Regions from separate parts of the Danio rerio genome. Here regions 2 and 3 are each linked to region 1. Evidence: chromatin contacts called from public HiChIP or PLAC-seq and Micro-C data. All regions are on one chromosome and are shown on one strand. Each heading gives the region's core, a stretch centred on a gene start, on an enhancer-like site or on the middle of the called end of the contact. The rest is flanking DNA. Distances are from core to core; before and after follow the strand shown.

Evidence for each region. Hi-C and Micro-C count contacts between places; a contact is called where the count stands out from the background. HiChIP or PLAC-seq counts read pairs in DNA pulled down with a chosen protein or histone mark.
Region 2: a contact with region 1 is called in a Micro-C map of caudal fin, with 4 times the contacts expected there. The contact joins the promoter of satb1a here to the promoter of txnl4a in region 1. A contact is called at or near these places in 2 of 18 Hi-C or Micro-C datasets (caudal fin and an unstated tissue) and 1 of 4 datasets of contacts at active chromatin or transcription factors (embryo).
Region 3: an H3K4me3 HiChIP or PLAC-seq map of embryo shows a contact between it and region 1, with 2.9 times the contacts expected there. The contact joins the promoter of tbc1d5 here to the promoter of txnl4a in region 1. A contact is called at or near these places in 1 of 18 Hi-C or Micro-C datasets (hematopoietic stem cells) and 1 of 4 datasets of contacts at active chromatin or transcription factors (embryo).

What each region holds. Positions count from the first base shown.
Region 1 is chr19:23,191,735-23,194,890 of GRCz12tu, forward strand. txnl4a (thioredoxin-like 4A) reads left to right here and starts at 1,709. Exons shown (of 4, transcript NM_001005953.1): 1 at 1,709-1,861; 2 at 2,053-2,232; 3 at 2,384-2,487. The coding sequence starts at 2,080. It overlaps adnp2b (ADNP homeobox 2b), which reads left to right. Exons shown (of 4, transcript NM_001080013.1): 4 at 1-471.
Region 2 is chr19:22,880,597-22,883,483 of GRCz12tu, forward strand. It overlaps satb1a (SATB homeobox 1a), which reads right to left and starts at 1,589. Exons shown (of 11, transcript NM_001080162.1): 1 at 1,358-1,589; 2 at 150-341; 3 at 1-62. The coding sequence starts at 312.
Region 3 is chr19:22,844,880-22,847,839 of GRCz12tu, forward strand. It overlaps tbc1d5 (TBC1 domain family, member 5), which reads right to left and starts at 1,667. Exons shown (of 23, transcript NM_001328258.1): 1 at 1,612-1,667.

The DNA.
Region 1 (3,156 bases), core at 459-2,958:
CTAGTGTTAAACTGTTAACCAAGTCGAAGATTTAAGCAGGTAAAAATGCATTGAATTTTGCTGCTGTTTATAATCTTGTGAATACTTAGGTTTTGTTTCATGTTATTCATTTTAAAGTATACATGCATTGTTTTTCCACTGATGTATCACTTCAAGTAGGTCCATTTAAAAATAGCTGTTTGTAGCCCATTTATAGTTGTAGGGTTGAATATGTTTGTGATTTATACTTTTCATATATGCCAAACCTCATAAACTATTTTTGTCATATTTTCTTTATATATTTGTTTGAATTTAAGAGTTTATAAACTTAACTGTTTCCACTTTTCTTTTAGACCTTGTATCCTACTGTTAATTCACTTTATTGTCAAATTTCATTTATATCTTGCTTGCCTTATACTTTTATAAATATGTTATTCCTATTATTGTTTCAAACTGATTTTGTTTCTTTTTTGCCAAAAATGTTTCATATAATATGCTTATATAAGTGACATCTTCTCAGCTGATGCATTTTAAAATATGAAGCTTTGGAGAGGAGTTTGACTTGCAGTTCATTTCAATTGTATAATAATTGTAAGCATCATGATATTACGACTCTTGGTTTTCCATTCAATTTCCCCCTGTTCAGTATTTAGTATGGTAAACAACAACATCTAAACTTACATATTGAGCTGTGTAAATAAATTAGAGCATATATCCGTCCAAGTGTACTTCTTTTAATTGTATGTTTGTGTAGTGATGGTTACTTGTTATTACCTAAAGCATATTATTGGAGGACAAAATGTACAAGTTAACCAATTTATTGTTTATTTAAACTATAAATTACATTACACAAATGAGGAAAATAAAATAATTGTGATCATATTATTCGAAGATGTCCTAAGATGTTTATCAGCTTACATGTTCATGTTCTGTGTGATCAGCTTAAACTTTCTTGACTTCGACTGATGCTGCGGTCACACTGGATTTTCTCTCCATAGACTTCCATTCATATGCACGCGAATGCGCCGGACTAAAAACGTAAGCTCCTGCATCAAGTTTACAGTTCGCTGCATTAAGAAGTTCAAGCTTGGTGAACTCTGACTTGCGAAATCGCATCACTTGACTGCGTGAGATCAATCGAAGATCGCAACATGATCTCTCTGGACAGAAATTGAAAAATATGGACCAATCGCTCGCTTTTTGCATTGCCGTACTACAGAATTTCACAAGCTCAAACTCTAGTGTGACCACAGCTTAATGCTTTAAAACTTGTTATATTAAAGATTAAGTACATATAACGATAAATACTTTTTTGTTACTATCAATAGTTACTAATTGTATCTTTCTATTTAATTAGAAAGTACACAAATAGGGGAAAAATTATATTTTATTTGAAGATGTTTTATGTTTGTTTTTTTTACCTTGTTTTCATATTGTGATTATCCGTTTAAGAGTTTGTTTTGATAAATGCTTAAAAAGACTGGATATATTTGAATAAATACATAGGTAGTTAAAGGTCTTAATAGATATTCAAATATCTTAACGTGTTTATTGTAAACTACCCATTTGTTTAAAGTAAAAATGTTGTGGTCAGATGTAATCTGAAAAAAAAAACCACACTTTAAATCTCGTAAATCTCTGTAATTACCGGATGAGTTTGAATGAAATATTTCCTGCCTGCTGATACATACACAAGGCTTCAAGAACGCTGCTTGGTTTTCTCCAATCCAACAGAGGGCGATGTAGATATCAGTTAGTAGACGTTTGTACACCATACCCGGCGTCGTTGCTGTAGGAAAAACATTATTTCGAAATTGTTAAATACCTTATTAATTCGGAACGAACGCCAAATTTAGCATACGAGACCTATTTTAATTGTAAGGTAAGAACTGATTGTATTTATTTTTCTGCTTTATTACTCTAATATTGTATGGCATTAAAAAGGTTCTAGAATTTTCAATGCTAATTGCTAACATACATTCGGTATTTAAATTGTATTAAGAGTTAACTTTAGTTTATATGGTTTCATTCTGAATATATAAATCTGACAAAACACCCCCTCTGCCTATTTAGAAGTGTGTTTGGCATAAATCCGGCAAAATGTCGTATATGCTCCCTCATCTTCACAATGGCTGGCAAGTAGACCAGGCTATTTTATCCGAAGAGGACCGTGTTATTGTTATAAGATTTGGCCACGACTGGGACCCTACGTGTATGAAAATGGATGAAGTCTTATACAGCATCGCTGAGAAGGTATTGTATGATATTATCTAATATGTAAACGCGAAGACGCACGTGGACACCTTATAATGTTATTTTTTTCACTTAATTGATTTTTGGTAATAATAAGTTTTGTACGGTCAGTCTATCAGTACTTTGGGCCTAATAGCAAGTGTTTCCTCAGGTGAAGAATTTTGCAGTCATTTATCTTGTGGACATCACAGAAGTGCCAGATTTCAATAAGATGTACGAGTTGTATGATCCTTGCACAGTCATGTTCTTTTTCAGGTAAGTTTTCTGGGATACAGCCAATTAAGTCAGCAGTTATGGGTTAAAATTATATTATATAAGTTTATAAATCTTTATCATCTTAATCATATCATTATCATGTCATCAATAATTGTAACAACATTATTATTTCTTAACATAACTTAATTTGAATAAAGTTAAGTTCAGAATTATTAATGTTGTTACACTTGCAGGCCACTTTATTAGTTTCACCTTACTTATACCGGGTTGGACCCTCTTTTGCCTTCTGAATTGCCTTAATCCTTCGCAGCATAGATTCAACAAGTTACTGAAAATATTCCTCTGAGGTTTTGGCACATATTGACATAATAGCATCATGCAGTTGTTGCAGATTTGTTGGCTGCACATCCATGATGCGAATCTCCCGTTCCACCACATACCAAAGGTGCTCTCTTGGTGGTGATGTGGAGAGACCCCCCTTATGATTGTAGAGCGCTTTGGGTATATGACCATACACAATAAATGTGCTATATAAATACACTACCTACTTATTTACTTTATTGGATTTATATCTGGTTACTGTGGAGGCCTTTTGAGTACAGTGAACTTATTGTCATGTTCAAGAAACCAGACTGAGATGATTGGTGCATTACAACAGGTGCATACATATATATATATATATATATATATATATATATATATATATAT
Region 2 (2,887 bases), core at 339-2,838, 310 kb before region 1:
CTTCCCTTCGGATGGTGGGACATCGCTTTGTTCCACCATGCAGAATACTGGAAGTAAACTACCTGCGTTGAAAGAAAGAGGAACTATATTACTCAGAAAAATGGGATGAACTGATATGGTATACTACATTTATGGCCATTAATGAATACCTTTCCTCCTGTTAGTGTGTGATGTCTGTTTGGAGCTAACAGGTGTGACTCCAGGTACAGGCAGATCTCTACAATTCTCCATACGAGCCATTTTACAGGGAGGATAAGAGGGTTCACACAGGGCCGGCCCCTGGGTGCTACTAGTGGTCGCCAAATGGTCCATCACTGTTTTAAATCTTGGATTTCACCAACCTTTAGAATAGAAAATGATGTATAAATTATTTATAGTCACACATACACATTATTTATGTATATGAAAATTATTTCATTTATTTTTTAGTTATTTAATTTAATTTATATGAAGCTGCTTTGACACAATCGACATTGTAAAAGTGCTATACAAATAAAGCTGAAATGAAATGAAAATATGAACACTTCAGATACAAACGTCTGATTGTTGTTTTTATTTTTATTAGGCATCTTTATTAGAACCTTATGTTTAGGTTCAGTTCAGTTTTAACAACAGTGAAAATGTTAATAGTCAATTTAAGAAAAATTACTGAACATAAAACATAGGAGCCTCATAAAAATTCTAATTTAAAAGAAAACATGTCAGATGGACCAAGAGGATTTGCATCTACACTCTATAAATAATTCATATACATTTGTTGTCTCAGCTGTTACAACCCTATTATTCTTAAATATTACATTATTATTAATACATAATAAATATTAAACACAAGTACATTCTTATAAAAGGAAAACAAAATCATACGGAGTAACACGTTTTGCATCTAAGTACATACAGTATGTATTAGCCTAAATATGTAATTCTTCATAATATTTTTAATCTCAGCTCTGACAAACCTACCTATTATTCCTACATCGTAAATTATGCTATGTAACGTTATTATTCACATATGCAAACATATTATGCATATGCATTCATCTTCATTTATATAAAACACAATAATTGTGAAATATAATTGTGTCTATGTGCAGTTTCGTATGGTTTAAAATACTCAGACTGATCTACTGTCTGGTTCTAAGATTTGTCTACTTTTATTATCTGTTAATGCAGCTTGTCTCCCAAGCGAAGACTGTTTAACAAGCTTGGAGACCATCTTAAACCAGCTGCGACCAGCAAACCATCTTAGGCTGGTTTAAGACGGGTTTTTTTCCAGCCGTGAAGCGCTGCTACAGGTGATGTATAGCCTAAATACCCCACCTATGTCTTTCTTCTTCATCTGTCGGGTTATTATACTTACTTAAGCGACTGCAGTACTGTTTTTACCGGTGGTTTATAATCCTTCAGACGGGTATCCTAACATGCCGACAGACCGAGCGCTCGTCCCAGGATCGCTCACTAACAAAAACACTGGCTCCAGAATCAATGCGCGCGTCCGGTGAAAAGACACTCGAAAACGGCTTTTATCTTCTGAGGAAAGGTCTTTGTTCTTAGCAAATGATAAAATCATACACATTTAAATCCTCAAAAATAGGGTAAACGCGAGGAAAAACGGCTCGTATAATATTTTGTGCGAACAGAGATCCGTAATTAAATCTCTAGGCGGCCCCACAAAGCATCATCAACGTGATGTCACCGAGTGCAGACCAATCTGCTTCTAGCGGAAGTGCCTTCTGTCAGAATACATGACTATTATAGTATGGCAGGCTGTTTAAACATTTAATAATTAAAACAGCAAGCTTTGTTTGATCTATTGGCTGGTCGAAACGCCTAAGTTATGAAATCTGATTGTAGATATCTATAAAGCACCATTCTTTCTATCTGAGTCAATGAAAATGTATTGCTTTAGCCAAAAAGAAGTAATTTTTATTATTATTATTTTTTTTTTACATTTGTGGCCATATAGACAGCCAACTAGAAATTAATTTGTAATTAATATTAATACGCCTTTTTATTTTTTGCAATCGTAAAGTATTTAAAGGGACAGCTCACCAAATATTTTCAATTTTGTCATCATTTAGTTACTCACCCTTCCCTTGTCACAAACCTGTTTGAGATTAACACAAAAGAAAATATATTTTAAAATGTTGGAAAACGGTAAAAAATTGACATTCATGGTTTTTGTTTTTCCTATTATGGAATTTATTATTGGGTGACATCATGCAGATTAGGACATCAGATAAAATGGACCATTTATGGTTCTTATTTCTTTAAAAATTTTAACAATTCAGTTCATGTTTATTGATATAGCGCTTTTACAATGTAGATTGTGTCAAAGCAGCTTAACATAGAAGTTCTAGTAAAATGAAACAGTGTCAGTCCAGTTTTCAGAGTTGAAGTTCAGTTCAGTTCAGTGTGGTTTAATTTTCACTAAAGAGCAAATCCATTGATGCGCAGCACCACAAGTCTCAAACCAAGCAATCCAGTGGCGAAAGTGACGAGGAACAAACTTCACCAATTGACAAAAGTGAAGGGAAAAAACCTAGAGAGAAACCAGGCGCAGTTGGGCACGAACATTTCTCCTCTGGCCAAGATAGCCTACTTGTGCAGAGCTGCAGTCTAGGCACCGGAGGCTGGAGAGTTTATTTCACAATTATAGTGTTTTGTCCATCGTGGAGAAGCTGCAGGTGTGAGACACTGACAGGTGATCAAGCTGGCTCATGGGATCAATTCGAAGACTCGTCTGTCACTGGGGTCTTTCAGGAATCAGTCTCATGCTCTCCCCTGCTCTATGACCGCCACAGGATCTGCTCAGGGTACGACCTGGTCCAGGATTATGAGTACTTTGGCATCATCTTTTCACTAATCTTTGATCAAATCAATAGCACTG
Region 3 (2,960 bases), core at 417-2,916, 350 kb before region 1:
TTTAAAAGACTTCTCTGCCTTGTACAAGAAAAAGTAAATTAGCATTTCCAGCAATATGGATGTGACATTTGCAGTAAAATCTCACAACATAAATTCACAGAGAAAGTATACGTTAACATTACATTAAAACATCTGTTTATATTTTTCAAAACAACTAACCAGAGTTATGGGAGCAGAAAAATATGTATGTAAAAATGTTTAAAATTTTTAATACAAATAAATAAATATACACTATGGATGCTACAAAAAAAAGTCTGAGGGTTTACAGTTTTCAACATACTTTAAATTATTTGAATAAAACTGCACATCCCAAAAGAAATAATGATAAACAAAAGGATAAGAGTCAGCTCACTATAGAACAAAAATAATTGATTTTATTTTATTTGACATTTTTTTGCATTTATGAGGGAAAAGCTCCAATATGGCTGTGACATCTCTCCGTTATGGATGTGACAGATTTAAAAATGACACTTATGTGCTTTTGGTAAATCGAATAGAATTTGAGTATTTTTAAAGTACTGTAAAATACTTGCCTACACAAAAAAGCAGAAACAGTTTTAATTTTTTGGCAAAAAAAAAGGTAAAATTGTATATTTGCACATGTGTTCAATTAACGGTCCAAATATTGTTTACTTATGCTACTTTGAATATTCAGTCTGAATTACCATGCAAGTACAACTTCAAAACAACATTAGCACTATTTCATTGACTGTGAACAACGTTATACTTTGATAGTCATTGGCTGATAATATGACTATTTAGGTAAAGTTGGTTTTATATTCGCACGTTCTGACTTTCTGCTTATTAATATCAGCAAATATTCAAATTCTAAACAGTGAAATCATATTAGCAGCCAATGACCATCAAAGAACAACATTGAGCAAATATAAACAAACGTTCCCTCAGTAATATGATTTCCCTATTTAGAATTTGCAAGTAATACTTTTCTAAAACTAATTATATTATTAAGAAGAACATCTGAATGTGCGAATGTAAAAACAAAATTGACCTCAATAGCCATGGCCACATAATCCTGACTGAAGAAGACTAAATCATTCAGATCTTATTCTGAATTTAAAGGTGGAATATGTCCTAAAGCCTGGTACATCCATTAGAAATAGAACTACAAGGCTACCTTCTCGAACCATCTCCATCTCTAAAATGAGGATGCAAGCCTTGTCATTTGTTAGTTAACAAAACATGACATTTTTCCTAATGGTGAGAAACAATAATGATAAAGAGAATATGTAATGTTACAGTATATTACTGCATAACCTAAAAAAAATGATGTGAAACTTCCAGACGCCCCTAATGCCAAAATATCAAGTTATATTTCAAAGTGTTCGTTATAAAAAAACTCACTTGGCATGCTGCACGTCTCTTACGGCTATTGTTAGAGTCTCACATAAAAATAACAGTAAATGAAACAGGATTTACTTATGCATATCATGAGTCTGAAGGCCTTGCGTGTCTGGCACCAAAACACTTCCGACATGAATCATTGCGCAACGTTTCACGCTGTTGACGTCACCGTATTCGCTATCGACAAACGCTCCGACAACCGTAAAGCTCGGTTTGGATGCAATAAAGTGAATCGAGGTGGTATTTTACCTGCAATGGCTCACGCGGGTCTGCCCATCCTGTCCCGTGCGGTCTGCATGTAAACAGTCGAGCAGAGCGCGAGTCAGGCGGATGTGCCGCAGAACAGCTGATCAAGCACGTGACTCCTGACGGGAAGCATCAACGACTTCATCACAATATTGCAGTGCGCGATATTTCAAAGAATATTTTCAAGAGTGTAAGTGGTAGATCTTTCATTACGTTGTGTTTTTAAATACAAAAACTCCCTCTTAAATTATCAGAATTTCAACTGGAAATTAATTTACAAACATCATTTTCCCCCACAAAATTCACCAATGTGGAACAATAGGTAATTTTTTAAAGATACAAATCTTTTTTTTCTATAAGGATTGGTGTGTGATAGAGGTATTTGGTCGGTTGTACATCTATTAGACAAAGAGAGTGAGGTTCTGAGTCAGGTACTTTTTGTGAAATAGGATACTTGATCATAAGCAATACAATAGGGAATTGCAATCTATTCCGAAAGTAATGTAATGTAATGATGGTTAGTATGTGGCCACCAATATAAATGAAACACTTCATCTGCCTTATTTGTTGATAAAGATTTTATTCAGAGTGAAATACCTAATAAAATAAAAAGATCAATATTAACCCAAGATAAATTTCTAATACAAGCAAGAAATAATGTGTCTTTTCTTTTTTCCAAGAGCTCTGTTATCGACTTAAGAAATATGTTTCTTTCCTTCCCCATACCTTCCAAAGCTAGAGAAGTACACTATAAAATATTTAATGATATTTCATCTTCTTTTGATCACAATAATTGTACATTCTATGAGGTTGCCATTAAAACGACAAATTTTTTTTTGACTGTTTATATAGCAGTCTGATTAATTCATTCATTCATTTTCTTGTCGGCTTAGTCTCTTTATTAATCCGGGGTCGCCACAGCGGAATGAACCGCCAACTTAGCTGCGACCCAGCGACCTTCTTGCTGTGAGGCGACAGCACTACCTACTGCGCTACTGCCTCGCCTCAGTCTGATTCGTTTGAGTGGTTAAAAAGTTTCTCTCAAGTTGTCTAAAATTATATTTTATTTGGTTTATTATGGGAAGATGTTAATATTCAGTTTGTGTTGAACAGTATTTTAATTTTGGAGAATTTTTTTATTCATAAATGCAAGTGCCTTAAAACAAAACTACTGTTTTTGGTTTTGCAAAAGGAATTTTGGTTATACTGTAAATATATAAAGTTGGTAAAATCAAAATTATTGGGATGACTGTTTAGTTTATTGAAAAGACCCAGTAGTGTAAATAACTTTTGTTTATGTCTATGTTTAAATTTTATTTATTTGAATTATTATCTTAATAATTGTTCTGTAC